Linked DNA regions of Mus musculus: region 2 is linked to region 1. A link is a contact called in public Hi-C data. All regions are on one chromosome and are shown on one strand. The core of a region is the stretch at or near the end of the contact, and the rest is flanking DNA. Distances in the headings are between cores, read along the strand shown. Region 1 overlaps Sorcs2 (sortilin-related VPS10 domain containing receptor 2). Region 2 overlaps Sorcs2 (sortilin-related VPS10 domain containing receptor 2).

Region 1 (5,664 bases), core at 1,439-3,938:
GGACTGATGTGTGGCTCCCTTTAGAAGCTCAGTTATAGCAGCAAAAACCATCACTGTCCTGGACATATCTCTATTGCCACCAGCTTCATCACAATCCTCCTCATCAGGTCCTTCCAATCACCATCATTATCACATCAGGACCACTGTATCAGCATCCTTACAGTGTAATGTCTCCTCCTGCCTCTTCATCATATCCTCTTGTTTTTCACTTCCCCTCCCCTCCGATCCACTACCCTCCTCTCTCCTCTCCTTTCCCCATCCCTCCTCTCCTATCTTCTCCTCTCCCTGTCTCTCCTCTCTATCCTCCCTTATCTCTAAGACAGGCTTTTAATATGTGACAAAGGCTTGCTAGAACCTGCAAGTCTCTGTCTCCTGAGGGCTACGTTCTTCTGATGAGAGCAATTTGGGGATTTGTTCCTCCCCCTCAGTACATCCAGGGGGGCAGGGATTCAAGTCTCAAGGGTGGACTGTAAAACTGTTTGAAAACAGTTGTTTATTTTTAAAACCGTATCACATTGATCCTCGATCAGAGGAATAATTCAGCTTGAGCCAGCACAGTCTCCATCTCATACAAGAAAAACAACAGGAGGCTGTTTGCCTCCCTCGATGACTTGTGGGAGGGTGGGTTCATCTCCAAACCCTGCTGCCTCTATAGGAGGGAGCCAAGGGCTGTCCTACAGTCATGAAGACTAGGAAGACATGAGCTATTGATACAGGTAATTGGCTCTGTTGATCCCACTGGAAGCAAGCAACAGCCCAGAAGCTGGGCATGTTTCATGTCCAGTATAAAATAAATGTGCATAAGATCCATGGTACCAGAGGTCAACACAAATCTTCCCTCTGTGAGAAGGTGCTGAGAACATGCCTGTTACCAGGGAAAGAAATGCAGGTGGATTGGGTTCAAATCCTGCCAACATACTCCCTAGGCCATCAGCTCAGACAAGCCCTATGATACTGAGCCTGGTTTCCCAACAGGCATGTGAGAAGCTGCCACCCAGGACTGCTAGCCCATCAGCACTGTGTCCAGTCCTCTGGAATATGACCTTATGTGGATAGAGCTCTATGGGGTGACTGTAAAAATGAGGTTATAAGCATGGACCCCAAACCAGTGCATAAGAAAGAGATTTAGGCATAACATGTAGAAGATAGTGTCTTATGCCCATGAAGTCATTCAGTGGCCAGCACCCGCCAGGAGCAGGGGACAGGAAAAGCTGGGACCTGACCAGGAGGTCTCTTCCTGAGCATCAAAGGGTCATAGGTCAAGAAGGGTCATGGGTCAAGGAGGAGGTAGGATAAGCTTCACTGTAGAATGACCTCAGCTGTGACTGTAGATGATGTGGATAACCTCACAGCCCATGGAGGACCCACACAGTCCTCAGCAAAGCCGCCTTTCTGGGAAGCAGGGGGATGCTGTGGTTGGCTGGGATCTCCCAGCCTGCTACTTCTAGTTTGATTTTCAAACATCCAAGGCAAGAGGCAAAGGAGAAGCTGTCATCAAATAAATTAAGCTGACATTTTCTGTTACAGAGTAATTTCTAGCAAGTACCATTTCCTCGGAATTAGGTTGTTTACATTTTTGCCAAATTGTTCCCACTTAGGTTGCTTAGTGATAGCAGGGCCTTCCCTATCCATAACAGTTAAATAAGTAGCTGGACCCGCTTGAGTTCTAGGACAGAATGTGCATCAGATAAACAAGCATAGTGCTCTTCTTCCATTGGGGGATCAGCTCTGTGCAAATTCCCCTCTGTGCTGTGTTATCCCCATCAGTGGGGATATGTAAGTGCAATTGGGTGGGTAGGACTTTCTGCTCCCTACTTCATAGTTCTTGGGTCTTTTCCTTTCATTCAGTCTCAGTGACCCTTCCCCGACCACGGGATGAGAGGCGTGTCTATACACTCATTCCTAGAGGAGACAATAGGAAACTCTGACCATGTCCATAAATGGAGAGAGGGGGCAGTCCAGCCTACCCCAACCCAGCAACTTTGTGGAGGGAAAGCCATTCCTCGTGGCATGTTCTTCCTAAGACCAGGGTCAGGAGACTCCTAGTCCAGGGTAGGTTTTTGTGTGGCTGGAGAGCTATACTCATATTTCCAGAGAGTATTGTATATCTAGTAAATAATGCCCCACACTTTGGATTTCTGCCGTCCAGAGTCTAAGAACATGACCTCATTTGAGATCAGAATCTCTGCAGCTGTGGTCAAGGAAGATGACATCATCCTGGCATCCATTACCCCAGTCACCACATCCTCCAGTGGACAGAAGATGTCAGCACAGACACATAGACCAAGATGGGGCAGACCTCACAGGGCTGTGGCCATAATCTAGAGACCATGGGCTGGACAGTCCAGGGGAGCTGGAAGAGGGAGGAGGTTCCTTTCAGAGCCTGAGGTATGTGGCTTGCTCCTCCCCTCAGCCTTTGGGCCTGTGTGAGGGTGGCAGTCGATGGTTGGCATTTAAGGACCTGTTGGTTGGCTTTGCTACAGCACCAATGGAACACTAACGTAGGTCAGATGATTAAAAAATACAACACGAAATAGCACAAAACACAGTGGAATATGAGGCACAGAGCAAGCAACCCATTCACTCTAGAGTGTGTACTATCAGGCCCTTCAAAGAAAACGTTTGCCAGTCCCTAGTATCACATGAAGCCGACCTCTATCAGCATTGTAACCTTCAAAGCTGGCTACCCAGTCTCACCTTAGGCTGTTTTCTTACTTGCCTGCCAAGTTTCATGTTCACTTCAAGCCCTATTCTAGATATTTATTTCTGCTGCCAGGACCTTTGTACATCGTGTTCATAGCTTATCCCCAACACTTGGAGGAGCCTTCTGTCCTGACTCCTCACATCAGGACCATTGCTACTCCGTTCAGGAGCCGCTTGACTGTTTTTTTTTCCCCAACATTATTCCAGGAGCATGTTTGCAGTTTGCTATAGTTACTAGTAAAGTCTAATTAAAAGCATTCGTTAACTGTCACTATTAGTAATTCAGATATTCTCAATGCCTCTCCACAGTAAGTTTTCATGGGGAAGGGGATCAACCAGTGTCCACCATGAATATCTCATTCAGATCAACACGTGCTCCATAAATATTACTAGATGTATGTAAGTATGTGTGTATGTATGTAGGTAGGTAGGTAGGTATGTGTGTGGGGGGGTGGATGAACAGTTAGAGGGATAAAAGAATAAATAGATGGACTGATGGGTGGACAGGTGGATGGACAGATGGGTGAATGAATGGATGAACAGATAAACAAATGAAACAATAGACAGATGGTCAGAGAGATGAAAGACTAGCTGTCTGGATAGGTAGAGAGACAGATGGATGGACAGACAGAAAATAGATGAGCAGATAAGTAGATGGATGAATTACTAAGATGTCTCAGACTCTAATCCCTACCCCATGTCTATACTTGTTCCTTGGGGGCCTGAACTTCAGATCCACTTGTCCCATGATGCATCTGTTCATAGCTGTCCTGTGTGCTGACAGGGTAAACAAAGTCCGGAGTCCTTCTGGGCTTAGGATGAGGACATGTGGATGGGTAAGACCCGGTTGTTGGCTTCTGTGTCCTGAGGTTTTGGCCAGGAGATAATATTCAAAGATGTAGACTTGCAAGACTTGGGTTCAAGGCTAGCCCATCACTTGAACTACTTGATGCCCATGCAGAGATCCCTGCCCTGGCTCCTTATTGTCAGCAACCAGAGGACCACATCTCCAGCTAGCATGGTACGCTTCAGCTGTCTAATTCCCAGGACCTCTGCCCATCTTGACTACAGCTATACTAAGTGCCTCATTATGCCCTAGAAAAGGTGTAAACCCAAGAAAGGGAAATGTGACATAAAAAATGTCTTTCCTTCCATGGGGACCTAGAAATGACCTTGTGAGTGTGGGACCCCAGGCAGCTGAGCTGCCATGCTTTGGCCTTAGTCAAGAGGCAAACAAGGCCTCAGACACAGAGAACAGCCTCTCCTAGGAGAGATACTGTCACCTCCTCCACAGAGATGGAGTCTGAGGGTCCATCTCAGACCTCTAGGGAGACAGGTGTAGGCCTGCTCCCAACCCCTACCTGCTCTCTCTTTCCACCTAGCACTTGTCTCCAGCCAACAGCTACTCATAACCCCCTTCCAGGTAGAAATCAATTCTCCTCCCCTCCCCCACAGAGTGGAAACTCTGTCACTCTTCAGAGGAAGTGAGTAAATAAAGAGCAGCTTTAGGAAGCCTGCCCACAGCCTCCCTGCCTGCTGCCAGGAGGATGGGGATGGGGATGAGAGAGACAGAGCAAATAGATCGATAGAGGTAATTACTAGCCGCTTCCCAGGCTCAGCCACCCACATTTTTCCTGGGCTCCTAAGCCACAAGGACTAGAGCATCTATTCTGATTATTGCTTGTCCTGGAATTCTGGTCAGGGCCTCCAGGCCTCACCACTGGAAAATATAAAGGACAGTTTAGGATGGTGCGGAGTGAAGTTCCAGCTCCACTCTGTCTGTATCAGGGCCCTATGTAGCATGACTCAGAGTGTGACATCACATCCCCACCAGCAGGGGCTGGGCTGACACTGGTAAATGGTCACTGTGCAGGGCTCTCTCTCATAAAGAACAGGTGATGTTATTGTTCTTCAAACCACTGGCAGGAGAAAGGCACAGGGTGGGTGGGGCCTCACTAGACCTTACTGTGAGGAGAGGTGCTCACACCAAGGCCTCTTCCTATCTAAGTCACCTCTGTAACTAGTTTCCTAACCACAGCCAGGCTGTGGCTTTGAGATCCAGAGTCTGATAGGGGTTGTGATTGTCCAACCAGGACCTCTTCTGGCCCTACTCTCCAAACTTCCCATGCATTCTGACAGATTCCCACCTGTCCAAGGCACTCCCCCAATAAGCATAACCCTAGAGAGGCCCCCCAGATGGCTCAGCTGGGAGGGCTGGAGCCTGCCTCTAGGCACCTCCTGTTCCAGTCAAACTAAGAGGCCCATCAGTCCCCTACTGCAGTTCTGAAGGGTTGGGGAAGGGGTGTCCATGGGCCATCTACAGTCTCATGACTCTTCAGCCCAGCTCCACAGGGTGGAGACAAGCCCTGGTCTATCTGCCTGGTACATAGCTTGGGCATTGGGGACCCATGAATCTTGTAGGGTTATAGCCTGGACTCCAAGGACCAAACAGAGCTCAGTGGGAGGCAATGGGTGTTGGAGGAGCAGGAACACTGGATGAGCAAGCCTGCTTTAACCCCATAGCAGTCCTAGTGGACCACATGGGGTCAGTATGATGGAGCATAAGAGCAGGTATATGAATCTCCTGGACCAGATGGGAGGCCTCTTGAGGAGGGCTCCATAGCACTGTAGACACAGCAGTCATACAATGGGTTGTAGGACCTGGGCTCCAAGCACTGAAGTCAAGCAAAATTGAGTAGAGGATCTATTTTCCAAAAAGACACTAGCTCAACTCTCTCAACTGAAGTTCTCCTGGTCAAGGTGGGCAACTGGAGAGAGAGAGGGAGAGAGAGAGAGAGAGAGAGAGAGAGAGAGAAAGAGAGAGAGAGAGAGAGAGAGAGAGAGAGAGAGAGAGAGAGGTCACAGGACCCTTAAAGTGGCTCTGGGGACATTGTGAGTTCCTTCTTGCCAAACATAGCCATCTGTCCTTTTTATGGTTCCAATTGGTCTCAGTCCATGTCC
Region 2 (5,664 bases), core at 1,048-3,547, 160 kb after region 1:
TCTGGTGCCAGGGAATGCCTGGAAGAAGATGGGTTCATGGGGAAGAAGAACAGACTCTTAGCTCCCATGGAACTTGTATCACCATGTCAGTCACCTCCCAACAATAAAGACGGCATTCCCTGGATCCAAGACACAGCAGGGATTTGCAGGGAGCTGGGGAGCTGGGGAGCTGGGGAGCTGGAGGAAGCAGCCTGGGCATAAAGACCAGGAAAGAGCCCAGGGGTAAAGGGCCTTAGCTGCCCGTTTTCATCTAGTTCCCTAATGTGACAGCACAACTAGGAACTAGTCAATTGTCACTTGCCTGGGGCCCCAAGTGAGAAAGATAGCCTTAGCCCGAGCCAGGCCGACAGGTCACACAAATCAGAGAGCCAGTGTGTTGGCCAAGCCCCACCAGGAGGGGGCAGAGCTGAGGCAGTTAGAACCCAAGTGCCAAAATAACCAATGTGGGCCAGGTGCTTCTCCTGCCAGGTAAAGAGCTTTCATCACGGTGCAACCCAGCCCCCACTTCACTCTTGGATGCCCTAAGTGACAAGGCCTTAGGCAGGCTCCTCAGGAAGTCAAAGATAATTGAGAGCCGGGTGTGGTGGTGCACGCCTTTAATCCCAGCACTTGGGAGGCAGAGGCAGGTGGATTTCTGAGTTCGAGGCCAACCTGGTCTACAGAATGAGTTCCAGGACAGCCAGGGCTACACAGAGAAACCTTGTCTCGAAAAGCCACAAAAAAAAAAAAAAAAAAAAAAAAAAAAAGATACTTGGGACCTGGGGCTAACAGTGGGAACCACCTCAGCTCTCTGATGCAAGACTCAGCTGTCCCCCTGAAAGGCTAGGGGGGTGTCCAGGAAGAGCAGAAAGATCCAAGGCAAGAGAAAAGCATGGTGGCCAGCCACTGGGACAGAATCGGCAGCCTTGAAGGCAGAGCTCTACACATCAGTCTGAAGGAACTTGAGGCAGTCCTCAGGCGTGTTTGTGTTCTCTGCAAAGTGTTTAAGGTTTCAAAGCTCCTCTTCCCCAAGATTCCCCTGGGTCCCAAAGTGGAGTCTTGAACAAAACCACTTTCTTGTTCTTCCACGCTGCCAAAGGAAAGACGTGCAGGACCTACAACCAGCAGAACAAAAAGATGACGAGGATGGGGTGTGCCTGGACAAAGGTGCATGGGGGGCCTCACGCAGTATAAACGTGTATCTGACCACTGCGGCTGGGTGCTATAGAAGCATTGCTGCAGGGGAGAGCTGGATGCTCTCTGTGTATCTCTATGGCTCACCACTGGCACCAAGACTAAGTTGAAAATTTGGCCTGGCCCATCCACCTCCTGAGTGGATCCTTCCTCATCCTCAACTCTGAGGCCCACGTGACCCAGGGAACAGACTCACTGGATGTCTCCACTGACATCAAATCCCCAGCAATCCCAACACTCACCACTCTTCCTGCCAAGAACGCCCCTGGCTGACTCCACATCCTGCAAGGCCTGCCCAAATGTCTAACGTTGCTTCCCCCGCACAGCCTCCCCAGGACGGTCCTAGAATAAGCTCCTTCCTCCCCCGTCCCGGGCACTTTCACCAGCACATCAGCATCACCCAGTCAGTGTTCTGCTAAGACCAGAGCCAGGTCCTCCTCCTCCTCCCCAGCCCCCAGGGGCTATCTCCTCTTCTTCTCCACACTCCCCCGCAACTCCGTGTCTTTTCCCTCTCAGTGGACTTGCCAGAACCAAGCACATCCAAATGTCCCACCCAAGAGTTCTACAAATCTGAGAGCTGACCCTAGGCCTCAAATAAAGGCTCAGCAGTGATACCCAGTCACAAACCCCCAGCATTGGGTATGGAACATATTAAGTTATTAACATATTACGAGACCTGGGAACATGGTGATAAACAGTCAAGGCCTGGTCCTCAGAGCTCAGTGCCACAAGGGTTGGGTAGAGTCTGGATGTGGAGTATGAGAGGTGACAGAGGGTATAGAATGTGCTGGAACCTGGGAAATCGGGAGTTAAGACAGGCCAGGAAGGGAAGAGAAAATAGGACTGAAAGGGGGGAGCTCAAAGGTCAAGGAGACCCTCACTTGGGCCCGCTTCTAGGGATTACACCCCCAGAAAGCCTCCTGAGGCTGCAGCAGGTCCTAAGGTGAGTGGAGTCCCAAAAGGTTTGGGAGCCAGCCCAAGCCCAGCAGCTCGGGTCTGAGAAAGGCACCCAGCTATGCGTGGAGTCTGGCCAAAGCAGCAGAGGTGGAGGAGGGAGGTCAGGGGGACACTCCTGTGAGCTGTCTGCTTCAGAGGTTCCAACTGACTGCTCCCTGTGAGGTCCTGGCAGGGACACATGGCCCCCTTGGCCCTTCCCCCAGCAGCTCCACGTTGAGACGCGTTCCTGACCAAAAAAAACACAAACCACAAGATAAAACTTCATGTTAAAGGTATTTCATCCCTCGCTTCGGCCTTATTAATTTCAGATGGTAGCAAACAGCCAGCGTGGAGACTTCTGAGGAAAACCTGGGTGTTAGGCTCCAGCTGAGCCACAAGGCACCTAGAACCAGGCCCCAGGCAGGCCTGAGGGTCAGGTGGAGGTCCATCTCCTCTTCTAGAAACAGGTGGAGCCCAGTCTCCAGGCAAGTGCCTCTCACCCAACCACCACCAGGAAAGGAGTACCAGCCAGGGCTACTCAGCAAACCCTCCCCTACCTTAGAACCCACTCACACCCTTGCCAAAGTAAATATAACCTCAGCAGCTCTTCAGACCACGAGGCTAGGCGGGCATGGCCAGTGTCTTTTGGCTTCTGATTAGAGAAAATCCACAGAGCAGGAAGAACACAGCTACTGAATTAATGCCGTCCCTGAGGGCAGAGGGCTCCCAGGTTTTGACTCAGATTTGCCTCCAACCCCCAAAGTAAAAAGCCAACTAGAGACAGACCTCTATTGGGCACGGGTGTGGGCATAGCTGCACAGCTGTCCTGCCTGCCAGCTTCATCCTCTTCCAGCGATACATCAGTCCTGCCCTGACGCCACCGCCCACCCTATGCTATGCCCCTCTTGCAAGCATCTGCCCCTTGCCAGCAGTTACGTGTTAACTCGGAGTCTCGGCAAGCGGCCATTTCAGGAGCACATTCCCCATTTTACAGGTGGAAAAACTGAATCTAGTCCAAGCACTAATGTTTAAAGGCAGAGCTGTGACTTGAGTGTGAAGCCTATCCCTTCTGCCTCTCCAGCAGCTCTGTCCCTCTGGGTGACAGTCCCCAAGCTCTAGCATAGGGTAGATGACATCATCTGTAGGTGACCTCTGGGGGTGGGGACTATGGTTGTACAAGTTGGTACATTTCTTCTTCATCAGCCTCTGTCTAGTTGAGACTGGTGTGGTGCATTTTACAGTGCTCTAGATGGGTTCGTGGGACTTGTATTTGTTCTTGGCACACCAACACTCAAGTGTGGCTCCAGGGATCTCCAAAGGCTGACTCTTCCAGCCCCCAGAGCCTGGCAGCGGTAGGGTGGGCATAGGAGCTGCCTGCCCCACCACAAGCTAACTCCAGAAAAACTCGCTGGTCAGTGGGCTCCATGGGTGTCTCTGTGGCGCTGCTTCCCAGGCAGCAGGCAGTCTTCAGACATGGTGAAGATGCAGACGGAATTCTCAGGGCTTCTATATGCAGCAGTGTCCCTGACCAGCAGTTAGGTGTCCAGAGTCCTCCTGGCCTGGCTAAAAGACTCAAGTCATGGTAACAGCTTCCCTCATCTTCTGGCACAAAGAAGCAAGGAAAGGGTGCCAGCCTGAGGTAAGGGCATGGGCACTGCCTGGCCCACAGGAGGAGCTCAATAGACACAGGAATCTCTTCCTTCCAGAGCATGGATTACTCCTGCCTTAAGAGGCTATACCCACGCGCACCCTCAGAACAGCCCGGTAGAGCACCAGCCACACCCATTCCCACGCTGCTCATCTCCCTCACTGCTCCAGGTTGTCACATGGTGTGTGAGCCTTGCACCATGGCCTCCCCCACACTATAGACCAGCTTCCTTGGTCGCCTGGGACCTCGTTAGAAACGGTCTCTGGCTTCATCCTGACCCACCCCATCCAAGCCAGCATTTTAACAAGGTCCCCGGAGGCCGTGGGTGGGCTATCATGAAGAAGAGCTACTGTGAGGACTACGGAGGCCCCTCTGCTCAACGCTTGGGCTAACCCTCACTTCTTTTCTTCTCTGCTGCATCTGGGTTCAGCTGTCCCCTCAGCCAGCGTCTCCAGGGAGCACCACCTTCCCTGAGAGTCATATATAAGTCTCTACCTGTGCAAAGATACACACTGTGCATTCAAACTAGCACCAAGGGCCTGCCATCTGCAGACACCTCCACCTGTGCCTGAGCTGTCCCAGACCCAGGTCACTGGAATCCAGGCCTCATTGAACCCTACCTAAAGAGCCATCTCTAGTCATGGTCAGGGACAGGACAAGCTAGGTCACCTTCCTGGATCTGTCTTAAGTTCAAAGAAAATGAAACTGAGACTCCCCCAGCACAGGCTCTGGTCCCCTTTCCATGTCATTTTCCCACCCTGCTCCCCACAGCTTACACAGGTATTCCCCTGCACAGATGCCTGGGTTTGTGTCCATTATGCTCCCTGCCTGGAACCAACCTGTGGGTCTCCTTGTCCTCTGGGACTTGACCCCAACCTCACCCTACTTCAGACTGTCTCCTCCCAGGAGTCTGGGCCCTAGAGACAGAGACAAGTCATCATGGTCATCTCCCAGTACCAAGTGAAATAAACATGGGGGGAGATACCTGGGGGCTCCGTAGTTTGCTCTAGACTTCTGGGAAGCCTCTAGAGCATTCTCTCCCTCTGTGTATCTGTTCCCTGGGGCAAAAGAAACCCCTACAAAGTTCAGAGGCAAAGAGGGTTACCCATGATAGCAATCATCTGTGCTTCCAATTATGACTTTACTGCTAAATTCTGATGTCATTTCTAGATTTTAGGCCAAGTGGGAGGAATGAGAGAGCTGGGGTGAGGCCTGGCTGTGCCTGCCATGATGTTCCCATGAGCAGAAGATGGTTCTGCTACTCCCTGGGTCAGAGGGTGTGTGGTGTGCACAGCTCAGTCACATACCCTGCCTCTGGGAAAATGCAGTCTCCAGTCTTGAAATGATCTCAGAGGGCATCCTGGACCACAGAGACAGATATCCTAAGCCAGTGACACTGTGTAGTCACTTCACCTGCAAAGTAGCTATGAAGTCCTGCTCATGTTAAAGGTCTCAGCTGGGTAGATGACCCCAAACCATCCACATAGGCTGAAATGCCATCATCAGAGGGAAAGGAACATGAGTATAGAGGAGAGAGGACACATGGCCTCCAAAGCCAGAGGCTATAGTGATGTGAAGGTGGCCCACAGATGCTGGAAAGGCAAGTGACTGCGCTGTCTCCCAAAGCTGCAGAAGTCACAGCCTTGCTTTGTACACTAACACACGTGTTCCAAGTTATTGGGTCTGGGGCTGCTTGTTACAGCAGCCAGACAGCACTCATACCTTCAGTCTTCCATGAAATGGAGACAGCAGGAGCTCCGACCTGGAAGTCTTTACAAAAGAGAACCCAGCATCACCTAGGCCTCTGGGAAGGCCATAATTCTAGGAGCTGTGGAATGGCTGGGTAGGATGTGTGGTCCTTTGTGCATAGGAAGGTTTTTGTTTGTTTGCTTGTTTGTTTTTGTTTT

What was found. Hi-C and Micro-C count contacts between places; a contact is called where the count stands out from the background.
Region 2: a contact with region 1 is called in a Hi-C map of uterus, with 2.4 times the contacts expected there. The contact joins two enhancer-like sites. A contact is called at or near these places in 4 of 484 Hi-C or Micro-C datasets (embryonic stem cells, forebrain neurons and uterus) and 3 of 115 datasets of contacts at active chromatin or transcription factors (embryonic stem cells, large pre-B cells and pancreatic cancer cells).

What each region holds. Positions count from the first base shown.
Region 1 is chr5:36,131,828-36,137,491 of GRCm38.p6, forward strand. The region is part of intron 3 of Sorcs2 (sortilin-related VPS10 domain containing receptor 2); the gene reads right to left. Among named protein-coding and RNA genes, the nearest start is that of Gm52810, 12 kb to the right of the region's middle. Within about 2 kb of position 2,689, at least 17 of the 459 cell types and tissues checked have an H3K27ac peak or open chromatin away from gene starts, as enhancers often do. A contact at or near this core is called in uterus, where this site is marked.
Region 2 is chr5:36,291,009-36,296,672 of GRCm38.p6, forward strand. All of the region lies in intron 1 of Sorcs2 (sortilin-related VPS10 domain containing receptor 2), which reads right to left. Among named protein-coding and RNA genes, the nearest start is that of Mir7689, 7.7 kb to the right of the region's middle. Within about 2 kb of position 2,298, at least 35 of the 459 cell types and tissues checked have an H3K27ac peak or open chromatin away from gene starts, as enhancers often do. A contact at or near this core is called in uterus, where this site is marked.